Linked DNA regions of Gossypium arboreum: region 1 is linked to region 2. A link is a contact called in public Hi-C data. All regions are on one chromosome and are shown on one strand. The core of a region is the stretch at or near the end of the contact, and the rest is flanking DNA. Distances in the headings are between cores, read along the strand shown.

Region 1 (5,262 bases), core at 137-2,636, 280 kb after region 2:
TTGGATTCATCAGAAATAAACAACAAATCTATTACGCCATTTGGGCTTTCAGGAATCCACTTGAATCTGCGCTTCTTTGATTGGTTGCCTTCCTCTCTTGTTTTTGTCAATTCTATTATCAATTTACAGGATTCATCTACCTTGTCCTGTTTCAAACATGAACCCAGGATGAACATTGGAAAAAAAAGTAGACAAAATTAATACAAAACAGTACCTTGTTAATTCCCAGGTTGTCTAAAAGCTGGTTTTCGAATTGTACTCTAAGATTAGGTTCAAGCTCAACGCTATCCATAACTTGCAGCATTATAGCAGTGGCCATTGCTGAAGGAAGGTAGCACAAAAACCTTGAATCTGTCAATGAATTTAACAGGAATTTAGATTCAATTCATGATTTTGATAAACGAAAGAAAGGTTTTCTTTTCTTTTTGTTTTTTTTTTTTGGGGGGGGGGATGTGGAGGGAGGGTGTAAACCTGAAATGACAGAGAGCAAAATTTGGTCACATCTCCTGAGAAATTCCCAACAAACATGGCCTTTCAACCCAAGCCTCCTTGCAATGTAATCAAGAAATGAAATTGGGGTTATAGGGTTCATTTTCCATTGAAGTGTGGAGAGTACCAAAATCTCCATTCTTTGGATTGTTTTGGCCTCAAAATAATATTTGCTCTCCTCCACCTAAACAGATGAGCAAAAACCCAACATTGATAAGCTGAATCAAATGAGAAAAAAAAAATCAATGAAAACTTAAAGTACAAACTTGTAAGTCCAGTAGGAGAGGCACTTGGGTTTCTTCCACTTTGGCTGCTAGAGAAAGACAAGCAACAGCACCTAGTTGAGTCATCCATGGTTTGTCAGTTTGGAAAGGGAGGCTAAACAAGAATCTATCGAGATAATTGACAGCAAGAACAGCAGTGAGAGCAGAGAAGGAATGGTGAGCAGTGACTTTCAACATCCAATCCACAGCAGTAAAGCGAGCCACAGCTAGATTCCTATTGGTTTGAAGGCAATTGTACATTTGACTTTGCTCTTCCTTTGAAAGTAAGGAGGAAAGTTCATCATCTTCCCACAAGAAGTCCTGCTCTAACAAGATTGGAAATGGGTTTGATTTATTGAAACAACTTTCTTCAACAAAGTGGTCTTCTCCTGTGTCTTCTGAACAATAAAGAGAATCGATAACAAATGGAGAGTTGAAAGCCATTTTTCATCCACCCAAGGAATAATGTCTCAAGATGTTGGTTTCATTTATAAAATAACAGAGGAGAAGATAAAAGAAAGAGCGAGGTTGAACCTTCAGAAAACTGAGGGAAGTAAGCACTAAGGCGAAGGACGTACTTTTCTTCTTTAGTGGGTTGGCTCAACTCATTTAAATAACCTATTCATTATCACAATAATGAATAAAATCCATGTCAAAATATCTTTATTACCATGATAAATATTAGTCATACCAACACAACATGTGACATTCATTAACTTGAATATCACCACTCTCATTCTACTCTAATTTTGTTTTCAAATAATTATTTTTTATCTCTTTAATATTAATATATTTAATATAGGAGGACGAGAGTTCGAATGCGTTGAAGCGTATTATCCCCCTATTTATAGGTTAGGACAAGTTATGAGTAATTCTAGTTATTGTGTAAAAAATAGATATAATCGAATTTATAATAAAATTGTTCCAAAAAAAGATAAATCTCAAAATTATACATAAACTTTAGTCTATTGTGCAACTCAATACAAGTACCTTGGTTTTGTGTAATTTTATATATGAAATTTTGTTTTGATCAAATTCTTATAAATTATTAACACAATTATTGATATAACATCATTTTATGTTTATGTATTACATACACATATAATTATATTTATCTAATATAAAAATAAATTGATATATTTATTTCTTTAAATATGTATGATTGAATCAAAATTAAAATTTTATGTATACATTTGAACTACAATCAAAGTTTCTTATGTACAATTGTACTAAATTAAAGTTCATGTATCAAATTATACATTAAATCATAATTAATGTATAATTTCGAATTTATTTAAAAAATCATTATATTCGATAATGCTGCCATAGCATTTGATAAGTTGGTTTTCATCTAATTTGGTTTTTTCCTCCTTTTAGTATAAAAAGAAATTTGCACCTACACAGAAAAAAAATTGGTTGTAAATCATTGCAAAAATTACTTTAATTAGTACCCTATTAAAGAAATTTTATATTTTTTATTAATTTAACTTTCAGAAATATATATTTTATCAATTTAATGCTAAATTAGGTTAATTTTTTTATAAAAATACACTAATCTCATTTTTAATAAAAAAAAAGTTGTATGTTTTGAGGTTATTAATTTTTAAATTGAAAAAAGGCTAAAATTAGATAAAAGTTTTAAAGTTTATCATGTTTTATCAAATTTTGTTAAAAACATTTCTTATAATTTTAAAGTCTAGGTTTTGTCAAAATTTAATGAAATTATTATTTTAGATAAATATAAACAAATTTTTGTGATAAAGATAGAAGTATTTTAAATAAATATAACCGTGTTGTAATAAAAATTGAATATAGCACTAAGATGAGGGACGTACTTTTCTCCCTTAATGGATTGGTTCAGTTCCCCAACTAATAAATCATTTAAATAACGTATTCATTATTTTAATTTGTATCTAATCGTAATTAAATCTCTTATTAAATATTAGTTTAACACGAATTTAAATTGTATTATCTTCATCTCCACCCCTAATACAGAAGTGTAGCTAGGGAATAGGCAGGGCTCAGCCTCCTTAAAATGAATTTTTTTATTTAAATCTTTTAAATTTTTAAAATTTTAAATTAATAAAGATAAAATTATAACTTAATCCCAAAAATTAATAATATTTTAATTTAATTTTTAAAATTATAAAAATATAATATATTAAAATAATAAAATTACATTTTTACTAACATAAAATTATAATTTAATTTCTATCGCTTCTAAAAAATTTATTTTGAAAATTAATAACGCCTGAATTATGGGCCATACCAACACAATTACTTCAACACGTGACATTCATTAACTTAAATATCGCCAGTCTTATTTTACTCTAATTCGGGTATAAATGTATAGTATTTAATTTTGTTTTTTTCAAATTTTCTATATGTCTAGAGATGATATGCGTCCCTTAAAATAATATAAAATGTAATTTTTTTTATCTCGTGGGTTTATTCTATTTATTAAACTGTTGTTTAATATTAATATATTTGACATAGGAAAAAATAAAGATATATTAATAATAAAAGTTTAAAGATGTTTATTATTTTGATTTTATATTCACCTATTTAGTCAAAATAATTATTACATTTTAAGAATAGGAATTAGTGTGTTCATCTAATCTGATTTTTCTCCTTTTAGTATATATAAAAAGAAATTAGCACTTATTCGGAAAAAAAAAGATTGATTGTAAAATCTTTGCAAAATTACTTTTAATTAGTACCTTATTAAGAAATTATATATATTTATCAATTTAAGTTTGAAAATATATACTTATCTATTTAACGCTAAATTGAGTTAATATTTTTAAAAGTTACATTAATAATTAATTTAATATTGTATCTTTTGAGTTTATTACATTTTTAAATTGAGAAACGCTAAACCTAGATAAAAATTTTAAAGTTTATCATATTTCTATCAAATTTTGTTAAAAACATTTGTTATAATTTTAAAATATATTTTAATAAATATATAGTCAGGTTTTGTTAAAATTTAGTAAAAATATTATTTTAAATAAATATAGCCTTTTAATAAAAATAGAAGTATTTTAAAACTTAGTTTAAATAAATATAACCTGGTTCTAATAAAACTAGAAATGAACAAATTAATTGAGTTTCAATTTAATTGGCATAAATATTGTTATTAATACAAAAAAAACCTAGGTTGGAGTGTTTAAAGCAAAATAAAAAATAAAAAATTGATGCCTGTATTTTTAAAAATAAATAAAATAGCATTTTAAATCAATCACGTACTAGAGAAAGCAAAAACCCTTCCTTACCAGGACTTATCAATCCATAGCAGCCTGGCTTGGGCTCTCTCAACAGAAAGGTCAACATCTTTTGATCGATTGTTTCAGCAAATTATTTATGTAGGTGTACCATGAAGCCATGATAATGAAGAGAAACGGCCCTCCTGGATTTTGCCTTCACTCTGCTGTGCGGTGGTAGTGGACATCAACTCCCACTTCTCCAGGGTTTGTGTCCCAGTCTAATAATCATGCTTGTCCATTGATATCATCCAACGCCAAAGAGTATCAAGGAAACCGAAAACAAACAAGTTAGCAACTAGCAAGCAGCCATAAAGAAGCAGGTAATTAACTGATTGATGTGTTCTTATCAGCGTAAAAACCTGCGGCCATGATTAGGCTACTATCACTGAGGCATGTTGACTGCTATTATGGTGTTGTGAGTATAAGCGTGTAAATCTCATGCATGTTCAAACTCCTATTCCTCCAACGTCGACTCCAGTCCAAGTGTTTTAACATTCAAGATACCAGAAAGTTGTTGGAGAGAAATTAAACCATTTAATCATCTAACAAGCTCCGGACCTATAGAATCAAGTGCTTTGGATCTCAGTAACTTTACATACATGCCCGACCTCATGATGTCAACAAAACTTGTTCCTCTAAAACTTAAAAAGAAACAAATGCAAAGCCAATCACCAAGGAGATATATAGATGCATGTCAACAAAGTGAGATCCATTGCAATCAATATTTTGTCTTGTCATTTTTAACAACATGAAGTGCCAGTCATGAACCATCTACACTTATAAAAGATTGAAGCCATTGGATGAAACCACATCAGAAACTCGAAAACTGTGTTGATAACCTTGAACCTGTTAAACCAGTTAGCAAAGAGATAGTTATGTCTTCTCTTTCAATTTTCGCTATTAAGGATGATTCTTTTTAGTACAGACAATGATTTTTTTTTTTATCTACTTGCTGAATAATTTACTTCAATCTGAAACATTTTATTCGATTATAGTCAAACTAGTAGTGTTCCACATTGTTTCAAATTGGTGTTCAAGACTTGTTCTGTTGTTCCTGGTGCTTGAAAAAGATTAGTGACAAATAGCTGAAGGTTCCTCCTAGAAAAATAATGTAACCACTTGCTAAATTGATAGTTGTGGTTGGAAGTTAATTTTCTAAGTAGCGATTTAAATACATTTATAAGATGCAGGGACAACATCCCCTCCCTCCCCCCGGCTCCTCCATAACTACTCCGGCGACTAAT
Region 2 (4,902 bases), core at 1,440-3,939:
CATTTTGGTCATGATTAAGCAAAGAACTTAATGTCTCACTCAAAATACTAAAAAGAAAGTCCAAGAGCCATCAATCCCCATCACATACACCATTAACAAGCTTCATATTTAACATGCAATGGCATTAACACAAAATCCACCTTGGCCAAATACCATTTCCATGGCATAACAAGGATTTGAACCATGGCTAACATGCACATCAAGTTAGCAACCAAAACAAGCATGAATCTCATGACACAACCTCAAACATACCTTAATCTTGATGCAAGTATAGCCAAATCTCCTTCTAGTTCTCTTCTAAACCAAGCATGAAGCAAAAATCCTCCCTTTTCCTTAGTATTTTCGGCCAAAGAAGAGAAAAATGGATGAACAAAATTTTCTTTTCTCTTCCACAATGCACGGCAAGGGGGGTTTCACACACACACACATTTTTTTCTTTCTTTATTACCCATACTCATTTGTTTATTGTTTCTCCTAGTGCACCAACAAAACATGTTTCATGACATGTTTAGCCCATGATTCCTTGTCATGGCGGCCACTTCATGTTGGGGGAAATTTGACATGCAAATCCTTATTTTTGCATGCATTATAAACTAGTCATCCCACATTTCCCCATCATACTTTCAATGTTTACTACTAGGCCCTTTCTAGTGAAATTCACATTTATAACTCTAAATCGAAACATCAAAAATGTCACACATGAATTAACACATATTATAGGCATCAAAATAAATTATAAATTATTTTTATGCCTCAGTTTTGTGGTCCCGAAACCACATCCCGACTAGGGTCAATTTTGGGATGTCACATGTAATTTGCAAAGAGCTAAGAACAACGAAATCAAAAAAATGGGCAATCAATAAGAATCAAGCATTACAGAAAAAGTAAAAACAGACAAACCCATTTTAATTGAATTGAAAGAACAAAAAAACAAAGATTGTAGTTTAAAGAACTAAGAACAACTAAATCAATCAATAAGAATCAAATAGTAAATAAACTAAAAAAAAAGTAGAAAGAAACCCATTTAAATTTGAACCATTTTCAAACCAATCAATGTGTATACCCTAAGGTAAAACCCACCAAGTTCATAACACATGTTGCTTTTGTGGATCCTTCACAAAACTCACTCGAAGTTGAAACACCTATAATTTCAATAATGACCCAACAATCAAAAACTATCAAATTAACAAGAAGAAGAATCAAAAAAAAAAAAAAAGATAAAGTAGGGACTTTATAGCCAGTATAAATATCATCTGCTCGAACCCAAAATTGAAATGAATGATGCCAAGGCTTAAATTGAGTTTGGATTTTTTCGTTGAATATTTTGCCCCTAATTGAGAAATTTCTATGATCTCGATTCCTATAAGGAAAAGATTAAAAAAAATTGGTGAGGGGCAATGGTGTTTAAGGCTTTGTAAATGGAGAAGGTAGTGAATGGATGTTGTAGTTAAAACTACAGGAAAGGACGATGATGAAAAAATGAGGGCAAAATGAAAAAAAAAAAAGATAATCTTTCAACATTCCTACCGTGCTCTGAATGACAACTCAGAGGATGGGGCAAAGAATGCTATTCAACCTCTATTCAGTGATTAGTGGAAATAGAAAACTAAACAACAACACCTATAATAGACATTCCATTAAACCAAACAAGGGTTTATGGTGGGCTCATAGAATTGAGTTGTAATTACATTGAATCAAACAGGGTGTTTATGAATGTAGTTTTTATACAATTAGTCAAATAGATAATTTCAGCATGGTGATTTAGCTTTGCTTATGAGTCTTCTAGCTAGTGTTGACGTTGCAATTAGAAAAAAAGTGATGTTAAAATTTGAATTTTGGAAAACAACATATGTTATATTTAAAGGTATATATGTTTTTTTATTTTAATAAATTTAAAAATTATATGTCCTGGATTTAAATCAAGACATCTTAATATTTATCTTGAATTTTATCATTTTAACCAAAAATGATATTTATTTTTATACATAATGTGTTTGCCATAATTTAGTATTATATTAAAACCAAAATCATAAAAAATATTTTATTAATAACATTACGAAAGTAGCATATGAGGCATTACTTTAGTTATGATACATGACATTAAATAAAAAGTTTCTTTGTAGGTTTATCTTGAATTGTCACATTAAATATTTTATGATAATTTAACCGTGATATTTGTAATTATGATAAAATTTTATTAAAATAATATTTAAAATAAATAATAATAATTAAATTATTATTAATTAAAATATATTTAAATTACTTTATATATAATTCTACCGAAACAAAAATATTACTGAATCACTTATAACATTGTAAATAATAAATAAATATATTTAAAAGCAGTTACAAAATACATATTATTTATTATAGAATTCAAAATAACATTATTTTATTAAATTTATAATATAAATAAATAATTGATATCCATCTTTTAGATATCAAAACAAAAAAAAATTATATTATAGAAAGTATGGATAAGCAACATAATAATCTTTTAAATATTATACAAATATAATTTTTAGAATATTTTATATATTTTATTTATCTTTTAATAATACTTACCTATATAATTATATAATATAAAATAAATAAATAAATAAATATATATATGTAACATAGGTCACATTAAATAAAGACTTCAAATTAATTTAAAGGCCAGAGCATCTAGATTTTAGAGCATTTTAAATGTAGATACAAATGAGGAAAGTTGCTCGGCCCATATTCAATCCGCTTTCTTATATACTAATTACTAATTATTGTTTTAATTTTTTATTGGCTTAAAAGAACTTCCCCTCGCAAACTCGAAATCCCCATTACTCTCCGGTCACTGCCCAAAAGTTCCAAACCAAAAGAAATGGCCGAAACTGAATCCACCACCACTGCTCAAGACTCAGCCACCGCAGAAACGGAGCCCCACCAGACTCAGGCTCAATCCCAAATAGATGAAACCGCCGCCAAGCTCAATAATCTTACTCTCCGAATTTGGCCCCCCACTCAACGAACCCGCGATGCCGTTATCAACCGTCTTGTCGAGACGCTCTCTTCCCAATCTGTACTTTCCAAACGCTACGGCACCATCCCCGAGGACGAGGCCGCCTCCCTGGCCAAATCTATCGAGGAGGAGGCTTTCTCAGTCGCCGGTGCGGCCTTCTCCCCCGACGATGATGGCATCGAGATCCTTCAGATGTATTCCAAGGAGATCAGCAAGCGTATGCTCGATACTGTCAAATCTCGCGCTGCTACTGCCGCTGCCGCCGATGCTCCGTCAGCCACGGAAGCAGCGAATGGTGAGGAGGTTTCATCGTCGTCCGTGAAGGCGGAGGCTTGAGTTTAAGGATCCTCATTTCTCTCTTTCTCTCTCTTTAGGGCTTTTCTTTAGATTGATGATCGGTCTTGCTAGGGTTTTTAAAGATCTGTCTGCTTGGCTCAGGATTTTTCGAGATGCTTAATTGCCTATATACGACGATAATAAAATCTGTAACTGTAATACCATTTCTTTATCTCTTCTTTTTTGAGGGTTTTCTGTTTTCTTGTGGAAATGTGCTTGATCTTTATGAGTTTCTTGGTGTTTGTTGCTTTATTCATTGATACAGTGCAAAATGCAGCTTAAAGGGTGCTAGAGATTTTCTTCATTAATGATTTTTCCCAACTAACTCATAAGTATTCTGTACCTTTATTCACTTAGTGTTCCTCCATGATCTGTTCAACAAACCAGAGCAATCAAGTTGAAACTTGAAAGTCTTGTACGAGTTGATGTGTAGATAAGGTTCTATGCAATAGAGGTTTCTGTATTTTATATAGATCTGATATATGGTCTTAAATCTTAATATTTATTCAATTTGCTTTTATTGTAATCCCTTTTTAGAAAAAGAAAAAGTAATTGTTGATTCAAAATCTTAATGTATTAGGAAAGATTCTTAGGTATACTAGAGTCATCAAGATGTGAAAGTTAAAAGAGATATCTGCTGTGAGCTAGAATCTAACTTCCAAGGGATAGTATAAATGCTAAAGAACAACTATGAGTAGATCTTCATTGAAACTGCATGTTCTTATGAACTGGTATGTATAGGCTCTCGGTCATCTGAGCAAACAGTTGATATGAATTGAATATAGACACATGCTTTAGCGAAGCCTTCGTGTTTTTAGTGCTCAAGCTATTTTCACGTTTAGTAATTATGTAACATATGTTTACACTTCACAGTATGTAACATATGTTTACACTTCACAGTATGTTTCTTTGGGTGATTTGAATGTCATTTTCTTTTTCTCAATGGTGAATTTCTTTTCTTGCTGCATTTCAATGTTGAGTTGCTTCGTACTTTTTTTCTTATGGTTGCTACCAATCATCAATCTGCATTTTTTGCATTTATTGAACATTTAGAAAAGCATATCAATGTAAATGTGTAGGATCTTGTTGCCATCACAATGCAGTCAAATTTCTGTCGGCTTTCTTGATCCAACACCTACAGCTACCATCTTGATTGAAGTAATATAAAACCCCTATTTCTCTTTTGATGTCTATAGTTTTGGTGGATGGCCATTCCAATTGTTCATTTTTGTAGGTAAATGAGATAATCTGTCTTTAAGTTGTTGATATCATGCTCCTCCTAGCTGGAGATTTCTTCACATTTGATACAGTACATCTTACTATATAAGCAAGGTTTTTGGCAATTAAGATTTCTGTAAGCTACTCTTCTCGAAAAGCCTATGTTACACTTGTATCCTTTCAGTTCTTTTCTTGCATTTGCGTATATAGTTCTGTAGGAAAGGAGGAAATCTATATGATTCTTTTGAACCATGACTGCTTTTGACAGGTCATGGCTTTCCATATTACTGTGTGTAATCCTTGGCATGCGGTACTCATTTTTTGTATATCTATGAATAGTTATGTATCTACTA

What was found. Hi-C and Micro-C count contacts between places; a contact is called where the count stands out from the background.
Region 1: a Hi-C map of leaf shows a contact between it and region 2, with 5 times the contacts expected there. The contact joins the promoter of LOC108482082 here to the promoter of LOC108480599 in region 2. A contact is called at or near these places in 2 of 5 Hi-C or Micro-C datasets (both in leaf).

What each region holds. Positions count from the first base shown.
Region 1 is chr1:78,517,386-78,522,647 of ASM2569848v2, forward strand. It overlaps LOC108482082 (cyclin-D3-3-like), which reads right to left and starts at 1,387. Exons shown (of 4, transcript XM_017785189.2): 1 at 756-1,387; 2 at 472-673; 3 at 215-351; 4 at 1-146. The coding sequence starts at 1,196.
Region 2 is chr1:78,239,663-78,244,564 of ASM2569848v2, forward strand. LOC108480599 (MFP1 attachment factor 1-like) reads left to right here and starts at 2,690. Exons shown (of 1, transcript XM_017783649.2): 1 at 2,690-3,542. The coding sequence starts at 2,858. The coding sequence ends at 3,331.